Linked DNA regions of Gossypium arboreum: region 2 is linked to region 1. The links are chromatin contacts, called in public Hi-C maps. All regions are on one chromosome and are shown on one strand. The core of a region is the stretch at or near the end of the contact, and the rest is flanking DNA. Distances in the headings are between cores, read along the strand shown.

The links. A called contact is a pair of places that touch in the nucleus more often than the background predicts.
Region 2: a Hi-C map of leaf shows a contact between it and region 1, with 3 times the contacts expected there. The contact joins the promoter of LOC108470839 here to the enhancer-like site in region 1. A contact is called at or near these places in 2 of 5 Hi-C or Micro-C datasets (both in leaf).

The regions. Positions count from the first base shown.
Region 1 is chr11:102,838,945-102,844,973 of ASM2569848v2, forward strand. It overlaps LOC108473652 (protein RRP6-like 2), which reads left to right. Exons shown (of 14, transcript XM_017775329.2): 7 at 257-365; 8 at 817-899; 9 at 984-1,029; 10 at 1,217-1,304; 11 at 1,413-1,582; 12 at 2,048-2,386; 13 at 2,467-2,568; 14 at 2,759-3,708. The coding sequence ends at 3,394. Among protein-coding and RNA genes, the nearest start is that of LOC108473652, 7.3 kb to the left of the region's middle. Within about 2 kb of position 3,742, at least 1 of the 2 cell types and tissues checked has an H3K27ac peak or open chromatin away from gene starts, as enhancers often do. A contact at or near this core is called in leaf, where this site is marked.
Region 2 is chr11:102,927,236-102,933,870 of ASM2569848v2, forward strand. It overlaps LOC108470839 (membrin-11), which reads left to right and starts at 2,919. Exons shown (of 5, transcript XM_053022360.1): 1 at 2,919-3,347; 2 at 4,209-4,329; 3 at 4,410-4,559; 4 at 5,203-5,406; 5 at 5,517-5,833. The coding sequence starts at 3,103. The coding sequence ends at 5,364.

The DNA of each region.
Region 1 (6,029 bases), core at 2,492-4,991:
GTAAGACCACCATTACTGATATTTTATATGTTTTTTTATGAGAAGAAATTCAAACACAAAGATGTGAATAGTCGTTAATTTTGACTTTTTAATCAATATGAAGTGAAAACACATTGCTTTTTATTTATGTTTTGAACTAACATATTACTCTGAAGAAAATTTCAGGTTCTGTCACTCTGATTGCAATTATTGAAGAGGAAACTTTGATTGTTATCTGTCTATTAATTTTTTCTGTTTATTACAATTTTTATGTCAGATATGCTAGAGAAGACACACACTACTTACTGTACATTTATGATTTAATGAGAATCAAATTGCTGTCAATGCCCCAGGAAGGTGAACATTTGGACGCTCCTTTGGTAGAGGTATGATGCTGTAAATGATAGCTCACAGCATTTTCTACATTTATAACAGCATGCCATATCATATGCTAACACTTCTAGATTAACAGAAGCTTAGAGATTTGATAGTCTTAATTTTAGTTACATTCATGTGAGAGCTGTGTTCCTTTCCACATTCTACTGGCTTCTGACCTTCTATTTTATTCGATCTTCAGTGTATAACCTATAACTGAGGCTAGGTGTTGAAAATTTATTTGTTGATCAACTATCCATATCAATATAATGCGATTCTTCGGATACCTTCATTGGTTTCATCGAGTAAAATGCATACAGTGTACATGTTTTGTTACTTTTCTTGCCCATTTCATCTTCCTTCAAAATTAGTTTACATGGATGCATGAATTTGTGAACTTTGTTGCTTTCTGTTTTTTGTTATTGACCATCATCGTAGTAGCAAATGTTCTCTTGCTAGCAGGTCTACAAGCGAAGTTCTGATGTATGTACACAACTGTTTGAGAAAGAGCTCCTGACAGAGAATTCATATCTCCATATACATGGGTGTGTTACTTGCTAAGGCTACATGATTTAAATATATATTACATAATTTCTAAATAACTTTGTTTTTTCTTCTATTTAATATAGGTTGCAGGTGGCTGGTTTCAATGCTGAGCAGCTAGCAGTTGTTGCTGTAAGTTTTTGTTGATTTCATATCTACTTGGCCCTTTGTTTACTTTTAAGATAACACATGGATTGGTTGGTAAATCATAAGAAATGTCTAATTTTAATTCAGAGAACATATTTGATATATAATAGCCTTACTAGTAAAAAATAGATGATATCCCTTAAATCTTGCGTCTCACCTAAATGGTTTATAGGGGCTTTGTGAATGGCGAGACATTATTGCTCGTGCAGAGGATGAAAGTACTGGTTATGTATTGCCAAACAAGATGCTTCTTGAAATCGGTAGGAACTTTCTTGTTTTTATCAATTTCCAGTATATTTATCTTCTTTTTTCATACTGCTTGTTGGGATATTTCCTGAAGCACTTTTTGTTTTTCTTACTGCTAAAAGCCAAGCAGATGCCTGTAGCTGCTCACAAGTTACGTCAATTGTTGAAATCTAGACACCCATATGTGGAGCGAAACCTTGGTGCAGTTGTTAGCATCATCAGGCATGCTATGCAGAATGCTGTTGCATTTGAAGCTGCTGCTCAACAACTTAAAATGGGACATATGCTAAATGTAAGATTAATTACACTGATTTGACAACCCTGATCGTATTGTTTTAATGTATTTTGTTAAATCTGTTCTGTGTGTTATTATCTCATTTTTCTTTTAGTCATCAAATGGGTTGTGAATTGTGATCATTGTCCAGAAGTAAAAATGAAAGCATTTTGAGTTGTAGTAGGCTGTTTGTATGACTTATAGAACAAAATCAATCAAGTGAATCATAATGTTAACATAGGAAAGCTACAAACATGAAGTGTGCTAATTGATTGATTCAGTTACATGAAGTCTGATAAAATGTCATCGAATAAGCCTTAGAAACTTTATCTTAGTCCCGAGAATGGGTTGATACAATGATGATTACCATTCTTTGTGCTACTTCCTCATTACTGTTTATTTCATTGAACTTACAATTGATTGGAATATGTTGATTTTATAATTACTTTCTGTTAAGATGACTGTAAGGTTTCTACTGTGCAGGCATCAGAACAACATATAGCAGCTAAAGAGGGAGCTGAGGTCTTAATTCCTGTGACTCCTACAGACTTGAAAACTGCAAATGATAGAACAAGAATCATAGATGATGCTGTAGTAGGACCTGATGGGATAAGTGCACAATCTGCTTCTCTGCAACATAAACACGAATCAATCAGGATTGGAAGTAGTATTACTGAACTTGACAGAGACAAAAAACAAGAAGGATTCTCTTTTGAGCCACATGTGAATGGTAGCTCATTGTATGCGAGAGAAAATCTTGTCATCTCGGGAAAGAGTGGAGATGCAAATGCCCATACAGTTATTCCACCTTCAGCAAAGATGGTAAGTTGTTAATACTTTTGTAGATGGTGATCTTTTTTTCCTGACGAGTAGCTGCTGGATAAAATACCTATTACCTGTAGGCAACTGGAGCAACTATTCAGGTTCTAAAGAAACCAAGCCGTGGCTTTGGAGCACTTCTGGGGAATGCTTCCACGAAGAAGAAATTTGATATGGAGAAAAAGGTAAGTCAAGTTATTCCTCTATTTTGGTGTTGTGGCTTTTGATTTGTTGCTGTATTGAAACCAGTGTAAATGCTCCATCACAGTCCCTGACAGTCGCATTTGTCTATCATTGCGATTACTTTAGTTTTGATTCCTTTGTGCATATTGTGGAAAGTAATTCATTGCTAACTTGTTTATTGTCGTCATCTAGGAGAAGGAAGATAGTAAGTTGGCGCAGATCAGATCTTCAGTAAATCTTTCATTTCACTCATTCTCGGGCACAGCAGAGCAGTCAAAACCTCCTGTTAACGAGCCAACTAAATTTCCAGAAGCTCCACAGCCCAAAGAACCTCCTGCTGTGGTAGCTACTGAGTCGTCGACATTAGAAGATATTATCATGTTAGAAGATAATTCAAAAAAGGATGAACAAGTTGATGGTAGTGGTAGTCCGGAAGTAAATGATACACCTGGGAAGGAGAGTTGTATGGCACCTTCCTCTGAAACGGAGAAAGAAGATGAGACCATGTCTTTATCCGATTTATCTACCAGCTTCCAACAGTGCTTCGAGTCTATGAATCAAAACAGAAAAGCAGTTACAGTGAAGAAATCAAACGAAGCTAGTGGTGTTTTGCAAATAAAGCCATTTGATTATGAAGCAGCTAGGAAAGAGATTAAGTTTGGAGAAGATGCAGAGACAGAATCAGGAAGCCATGCAAAGTCTGGTGGTAAGAAGAAAAGTTCAGTAATGGGGCGACTGCAAATAGAAGATGGGTCTAAACAATTTCCTCAAGCTAGGCGACGACAAGCTTTTCCTGCATCTGGGAACAGAAGTGCAACTTTCCGATGATCCTTGGCTCAGGCACCATAATCCTGTAAGACAAATTAGAAACAAGTGTGCATTTGAAGTGTTAATCCTAATCAATAGAAAAAGATGATAATCTTGCTAGACTGCCATCCGTTTACACCCCAATTTGAGTAGAGCTTAAAAACAAAGCAATACACATACGTGCTAAAACCAATACCTAGTTAAGATTTTAGGATCTGCTTTTTAATTTTACACCATCTTAGTACTATCTGTGTTTTTCTTTAAGAAAATGCTTGTGATAGCATAAATTATTCAACAATATGAGTACAAAGATAAATGAATATGTTCCTGGAGAAGCTCTAATAGATTAGGCCATGTGCGATCTCGTCGGCCGTACTAAAAAATCACGTAATCACAACCATCATCTTCATAGCACATTCTAGCATTTGCTCTCTTTTATTATTTCCATTTTTTTAATGTAAGATTAAAAAAATGATTATTATGATGAAAAACTATTAAAAAGATGGCATGAACTCTAAGAAATCTACTCTTAGGAGCTTGCTATTAAGGAGGGATAACCTAGAATCATGTAAAATTCTCGTGACTTCAATTAGACAGGGATTTTACTAATGATTTTTAACTCTATGTCCTAGAAAATATATTATAATTTACTCGTAAGGGTATATCTATGACATGAGTTAAAAAAGTATGCAACAAATATATTTATTAAAAGTCATAAAAATTAATTGATATTTTGATTACAATGGTAAAATTAATTGTTTATCATGCATAGTGTTTTTGGCGTAATTTTATTATGATTATTTTAAATTAATTTATTATATGAACAGACAAAAACACCCTCATAAAAATATAAATTAATTTGTATAGAGTATATTTTTGTAATTTTATAACTATATTGGTATGCAATTGACTTAAGACATCAACTCAATATAATATTTAATATGTATTGGCAACCATATCAAATGCTTGTGCGTGTGAAATCTTGTATTTAGAATATGTGTGTTTGTTTAAAAATAATTTACAACAAATAATGAAACGTATGACTTGAAACTAATTAATAATAATTACACATAAAATATATGCGATATTAAAATTAAAAAGATTAGATTTAATTGTTTAATAGTGTGTTGTTATCAATTTTGAGTCGGTGAACTTGTGATAGTAACTCAACTAAATATATTGTTAGTACTAAAAATCTTATTACACACGTACAACTGTAGAAGCCATATATTTGAAACATAGATGCCCATTTAAAGCTAACATACAATAAACAATGAAATGGATAGTTTGAAACTAATTAATCATATTAAGTAAATGAATTAAATTCTGAGTAAAGCAAAATTTAAATACATAAATACATCATTTAAACAATATTAAATGCAGTGTAATTGTTTATCACGATTTTATCATTAATTATAAGTTAGTATCGAGTTAATTTGTGAGACTTACTCAATGAACAATATTGTTAGAATATAATATATATAAAATTGATGGAGATAGTAAATTGTGCATATAAAACAAATATATATAGAATATATTAAAATAAAATTTTGGTTAAGTAGTAAATTTACTAGATTAGTAATTTAATTGGTGCAAGTTCAGATCCCACCATATAATATTTTAATTAATTTTGTTAAAATGAAAAACCAAAATATTTTTGAATAATATAATTTTTCTAATTATAGATAGACATTTTGTAATTTTTGATTGAAATAGTGACTCCATTGAGAATGATACTAATTTAGTAATACACTTAATAAATACTATATATAAAGATGTATAGATATATAGTTAACGTAATATAAAAACAGCCCGATTGCTTAATGTGCTTCAATTGAGAATTCTGTAGGCAGGTAAACAATGAAAATTTGTTATTGTGGAAGGTTAATTTCATCTTTTAAAGGGAAGAAAAGGGGAAAAAAGAAGAAGAAGAATAATTTTTTTTTTAATATATTTAAAGTATTATAAGTTTATATACTTTTTAATGCTAATTATTGATACACAGTATCAATAGAGGTTAATAAGGAGGAGATGGTGTCCTGGTCAAGTGGCAGGGAAGAAGATAATGAAAAATGGAGTACTGAGTATTGTCCCCCTCAGATGTATTTAATATATATATATATATATATATATATAGGGAGGTTAATCAGGTCAAATTCCGAGTCAAACTTCGGGTTGAGTTATTATATTTTATGATAATACTCTAGAACGACATATTTTATGTGCTAATTGCATGTTTATTTTGAGTATATCCTACTAATTTGGACTATTTTATGGTCTTTTATCTTTTAGGAACTAAATTGAAGGAAAAAGTAAATTTAAGGGCGAAAAGCGTGAATTTAGAGATAAAGTGAGCCAACATGCGAAGTAGGACAGAAGTGGTGCCGAAAATGCAAAGTGTGTAAGACTTTTAAAGAAGAGATTTTATAGCACAAGACTATTTAATGTTTAATTATATTAGGATAATTATTAAGGATAATTTTTTAGATTTAATTTTAGGATTTATTTTTATTTATCTTTAATTATCTTTAATTATTTGTATTTATCTTTTAGAATTTAATTAGGAATAGGCTAGGTTTCTTAGTACTATAAATAGGGGATGAAGTGACACAAATTTGGGCCATCTTTTTGCTGTAACACTCTCTCCCCCATAAAT
Region 2 (6,635 bases), core at 1,669-4,168, 87 kb after region 1:
TATGAAATAAATAAGCAAATCTTACCATACATTTAACATTTAAGTAATATAATATAGGATAATGAAATTCACCATAATTCATTCCATCACAACCTTACCTTGAAATCATTTTTTCACAAATTTAATAATCATAGGCTTTATGTACATACTGTACCATCTTGTAATGATTTCATACTTATTCTCATCGTTGTCATACCCAATGAACCATTCAGAATAATAATTTCGGATACTCGGGAAACCTTGCACACAATGTGTCACATATGTAGCCATTACTACCTCTATCTCATAACACATATATACTCGCTCTTGAGCCATCAACGGGCCTGCTCACACAAGCTGTCAGTTAAAACGTAGCTACACGGTGTTGCTTACACAAGCTGTCAAGTAACCACAACATATGCCGGTATACTCAGCCACTAATAGGACGTACAGGACCAACACCCAGATCACATAACATAAAACCCTAGTGACATGTCACTTGTATCCTAATCTATTCCTAAGGTTCGATTGAGATTTCTCGCTTGCCAAAATGTCGTCGAACATGTCCATAGAATCGTTTACACAATTCATACAAAATTAAAGTATTAAAAATACAATTATAATAAAGCTTATTTACATACGAACTTACCTTGGTTCCAAAAACAGTAAAAGGGATCTATTCGTCAATTATTTTTTTCCCCCGATCTAGACCCGAACTTTGTTTTTCTTGATCTATAATGTCAAATTTAACTTATTTAATCATCACATTATTTAATATAGCCCAAAAACATATTATGGAAAAAATTACATTTTTACCCCTAACATTTCAGCATTTTACAATTTAGTCCCTAGGCTCGTAAAATGAATTTCATTCAATTTAATCACAACCCAAGCCTAGAAAAATATTGCTTGTACTCATAACAGCCCATATTTTTCATTTATTCACACTTTTCTACACATTTTATAGCATTTTACAAATAAGTCCCTATTTGACGTTTTTATCAAAAATCACTTTACAAATGTTGTTTAACTAACAACAAACATGTATTTTCTACCATCAACCATCAAAATACGAACATATTCAACATGGGTAAAATTTTATACTTTAACTTTCTTTCAAATTAGTCCTTTAAATAGCTAAATCAAGCTACAACGATCTCAAAAATATAAAAATGATTAAAAACAGGACAAGAACGGACTTACAATCGAGCTTGAAAGCTTGGCCAAAAACCCTAGCTATGGCTTCTTGAGAATTCGGCTATGGGGGACTAAATTGAAGAAGATGGACACTTTTATTTAGTTAATTTTGTCTTTATTTACCAAATTACTAAAATACTGTTAATGCATAACTTTAAAATTTTACTTAATCATGTCCATTTTTGTCCACCTTAAAGTATAATGGTCTAATTACTACATAAGGACTTCCAATTAAAATTACATAGCAATTAAACACCTTTAACTTATAGAATTCAAATTTTGTACCTATTTCAATTTAGTCCTTCTAGACAAATTGAGTACTCAATCGATAAAATTTCTTATTGAAATTTTCACACAATCATTCTTTGATGCTATAGACCTTAAAGAAATAATAAAATAAATATTTTTACTTCGGATTTGTGGTTCCAAAATCACTGTTCCGATTTGACCCTAAAACAGGCTATTACATAAATAACTTGCACTGATTGGCATCAGATTGATGATGAAAACCTTTGTTGAAATTCAACCTCATACCCAATGATTCATGCAATTGCTTTCAGAATCTTGAGGTAATACATGGGTTATGAACTGAGATAATTGACATAAGCATACCATGCACTCTAACTACTCATGAATATTTAATTCAGCCAAATTCAGAAGTGACCAATCAGTTCTTACAACTAGAAATGAACAGACTCATCAATCAATCCACTATCACCCAGACTGCATTTCTTTTACTCAGTGAAGTTGGTAAACCAACCACAAAATCTATGGCAGTCCGTTCCCATTTCTATTAAGGAATAGGGATAGGCTGAAGCAACCCGATAGGAACTTGATACTCGACTTTTACATGTTGACAGGTCAAGCACTTAACGACATACTCCACAATTTCTCTTTCATTTCGGGCCACCAGTATGATTCTCGCAAGTGACGATACATTTTTTCACTACCGAGGTGCATAACAAAAGAACCATTGTGAGCCTCGCACAAAATTATTCTTTTCAAATAAGAATTATTAAAAACACAGATTCGATTGCTAAACCAGAGGCAATCATCCAAATAAATGTCGAAATTCTCACAGACACCTTGCTCGAAAAGCTTAATTTGATTAAGTAACACAAGCTTAATTTTTAACTTAGCTAAAAGGTTGTCATTATTGCATATGCTGAGTTAAGCATGTTGGATCTGATGCCCTAAGTGTAGTATTTTCGTCTATGTACACTTTTAATTTTTTCGAACAAATTGGTAAATAAAAATATTTCATGGATACATTAATAAACTTTGTATAATGTCCTTATGTGGTTTTTGCATACAAATCAAATTAGAAATAAATATTGCTTATTGGTTGTCTAATGTTTAAACTAATACTAAGCGATATTACATGGTCGAATCGTAATACGAAAAGATAGTTTGTATTAGGAAGACCTAAACATGTCCATAGTCTAATCGATAATGAGCAAACCGATCAAAAGACTAATATGTCATCTATCAAGTCCAATTGGGAAGACGCTTTGTCTTAGATATATTAGTGGATGACTCCTAAAAGATAGATATATAGATGTGATTGTAATTTAATTTTATAAAAGTTAGTGTAACAATTAATATAATATAATTTTATAAAAATTAAATACATCCATAAAATAATTAAATGTATTTTAAGTATAAAAGTGAATTAAGAAAAGAAAAACCCTTAATAACAAGGGTGCTGTGACGGTCTAATATAGACGGGATGCCGTATCTTCTGACGTGGCCGTACATGATAGGCTCTAATGATGTGTTTACCTGCCAAAAGAAATTCAAAACCGCAATTCAGTAAAAACAATAAAACCAAAAACAAAAAATTAAAGCAATCTCCATTTGCCTGCTCTGCACCCATTTTTTTCTGTAAGGGAAAAACAAGAACACGCTTTCTTTGGGAATTCAAGCATGGCGGGGATGGAAGGAGGAGGGACATTATCGGAAGTGTATCAAAGCGCTAGAAAGCTACTTCTTCGAGCAAGGGATGGGATCGAACGCTTAGAGAGATTCGAGAGCTCCGTCTCCGGTACCGATTCTCCTGAACTCTCCTTCGCCGTGAAGAAAGATATCTCTCAGATCCACTCTCTATGCGCTGATATGGATCGCCTCTGGCGTTCTATCCCCGCCAAATCTCAACGCGATCTCTGGAAAAGGTATTACCCCAACGCCTACACAATATCACATTTCTCACTATTTATGGAATTTTGCTATTTAGTTCTTAAACATGTCAATCTTCTTCTAGTTTGTTTATTGTAAATCCTTTTATATTTCAGAATTTCAGTATTTGTCTTCAATTTGTCAATTTGATTCAATATCCTTAATCTTCAAATGATTGAGGTCTTGGATAATTTATTACTGATGATCCTTTCTTTCCTTGGAAAATTACTTATTGTGCCTGATTGTTTCAGTTAATTTTTCTTCAATAGAAGTTGAATTTAGTTCAAAGTGTTTTAGCTTCGGTTGTACAACTCATTTTATCTCTATTTATTTATGATTATTATGCATGGGATGTTGGAGGTGGCAGATTTAAGCAAATTCCAGTAACACAATGGTGTGCAATTTGCAATTGATACTAAGTTTGATAAATTGCAACAAACGTTAGCTTTGCAGGTTCACTAGAAATCAAATTTCTTGCTTACATAGATCATAGACTCAAATATAAAGAGAGCGAGCATTTAAGATTTTGTCCTGAAAAATGAAAGTAACAGCTAAAATTTTAAAAGAAAACAATTTTGAGCTCAAGACTTGACTGACAAAGCGTCTTTATGAGTAGTCTGACTCCTATGTTAAATTGTCTAATAGTTTTAGTTTAACAAATAAATACATCAATTGTATGCCTAATTGATTAGATTTCTTTTCCTTTATTGAGTTACGAGGTGTGCCTTGTTTTGGTGAAGTCTGAAACTGGTTAGTGCTGTTTTGATGATTTCCAACTACCATGCTTATTGATGTTATTGTAACTTATGTCAGTTTGTTGCTCTTACACCTCGAGGCTGTTTATATTTGGCAAACAGAAAAGTTGAACAAGTGGCTGAAGAGGCTGACTCTTTGAAAGATAGTTTAGACAAGTATTCTATGAGGAATCAGAGACGGATGTTGGAAGCGAAAGAGAGAGCTGAGTTGCTTGGAAGAGCTGTATGTAAAATTTTTCCTTTTTGTCGGCAAATGGAGCTGATTTTAGCTTTTCTTGAGTCTTTTTACTTTTTTTTTCTTAGAATGGGGAGTCAGCTCATGTCCTGAGAATTTTTGATGAGGAAGCACAAGCAATGCAATCAGTTCGAAATTCATCACGAATGTTGCAAGAATCTTTTGAAACTGGAACAGCAATCCTTTCCAAATATGCAGAACAAAGAGATCGCCTCAAGGTATAAACAGAAAATGAGGTCCTTTGCTGATGCATTTCTATTTAAATAATGTTAATGAAAATTTAACAGATGCAGTTAATTTCACAGCACATCTAACAGTTTCAACATATTTTATAGTCACAATTGGTTTTATTAATCGTTGTGGATTTTGTTAAGTTGGGTTTCTTTTCTTTGCTATCCGTAAATAGAAACTATTTCATAACTTGTGAGGAAATACTGCCTTATATTATTGTTGTACTCTCACTATTCATTTTTCTTGAAATACCCATGTCTAATGCATATTTAGATTTTGGTAAGGAGATATGAACCCCCCAAAAAAAAAAAAAGTCCCCTAACTTTGAAATTTTTAACATACCCTTTCAATCATATATCCATATCTACTCTGACACTAGCGATTAGTTATTGGATGCTGTATTCCGCTTTTAATCTATAGTTGAGTGCACTAGATTGTGAACTCTCTTTTGTTTATTTGTTCAACAGTATAGATTCCCAGGTGCTATAATTTAAGTGACTAGTTATAAATTGTTGATAACTCAAGTCATTTGCTTGAAATAAGAAAAGGCTGGTGGTTGATGCATTTTGATATTTATTGCAAGTTGTAACAACCATTGAGTTTTTGAATGGAAGTCTTGTTTTTGTTCAGAGAGCACAACGAAAGGCCTTGGATGTACTTAACACGGTGGGGCTCTCCAACTCTGTCCTGAGGCTCATTGAGAGGAGGAACCGTGTTGATACATGGATCAAATACGTGGGGATGGTTTTGACAGTCGTCATTGTGTATTTTTTCTGGAAATGGACCCGGTGATTTTCTGTTTTTCTCGATTCACTTTTCCTCCTAAGCACAAAGGTTTGTTTTCCTGGATCTCTGATCATGTTAAGAAGACAAGTAGCGCAAGTTTTAACGTGAACAGCTTTGATATATAGAAGAGATGACAAAAATAGATGGTGCATTTACAGAGGACGTTGATTTGGAATATGAAAATGTGAAAAAGAGTTGGAAGAACAGGTAAGGTGAGGGATATGAATCCGGAATTCAGGATTATAGATTGTTAATTCGATATTCGGATCAGGAAGCAGTGGCGGTAAGCACTTCCATATTTAGCTACAAAGCATTGCCAGTGTTATTTGCTTGAATTGAAAGTAGAAAAAGTTGTGGAAAGTTGCTTGCTATCAACTGTGACTGTGAATCTAGTTAATGATTAGATCGTATATTTTTGTGGTTTCGTAAGTTAAATTTTTTTAAGAAGTAACATTTTCTAGTTTGAATTTGAAAATTTGAAAATATTTTTAATTTCACTAATTTAGGTTTTTATATCTTTCAAATGTATATTATATTGAACCTGTAGTAATGTGCCCACGCATTTCATTATTATCATTATATAATAAATAAAATTCAAATCCAAATATTTAATTTCATCTTCTCAAATGAAGCATAAAATGTATAAATAATCTTTGGAGCATAATTATATTAGCTATCATGTGGAAGATAATTGTTGATTATTTTAATGTTTGTTTTAATATTTGGGAATTTGATTCATTTCAACATTTGGTATATTGAAAAGTTAATTAAAATTTAGAGAAAGTTATTTTGATACATTTGGATCACTACCGTTAAATTAAATTACAGATTTAATTAATTGTAACACTTTTCATTTCTATTTATTATTAACAAATAAGTAGTTTAATCTAATTATGTTTATAATTTTAATTTATTCATTTTAAATAAAATAAATTGAAATAGTTTAAATGTTTCATATGTACTAAATTAGAATATACTTTAAAATGTAATTGAAGAGTATATAAAATAAATTCATAATTAAATATATATATTTATAATTTTGTGGTGAAAACGTATCGCATAAAAGTAATGAAACTGAATTAAGAACAACAATATTTTTCTTTCGAATTAAATGGGAAATGTTATTTTCTCACAAAGATTTAACAACTCCAATTTTAAAAGGAAAGTAACCTATTGAAGAACTACTATTAAATTCTAAATAAAATGATTATATTTCATAGTATTTTATTGAATTGACGTTATTCATCAATCGAATCTTGATTCAGTTGTAAAATTAT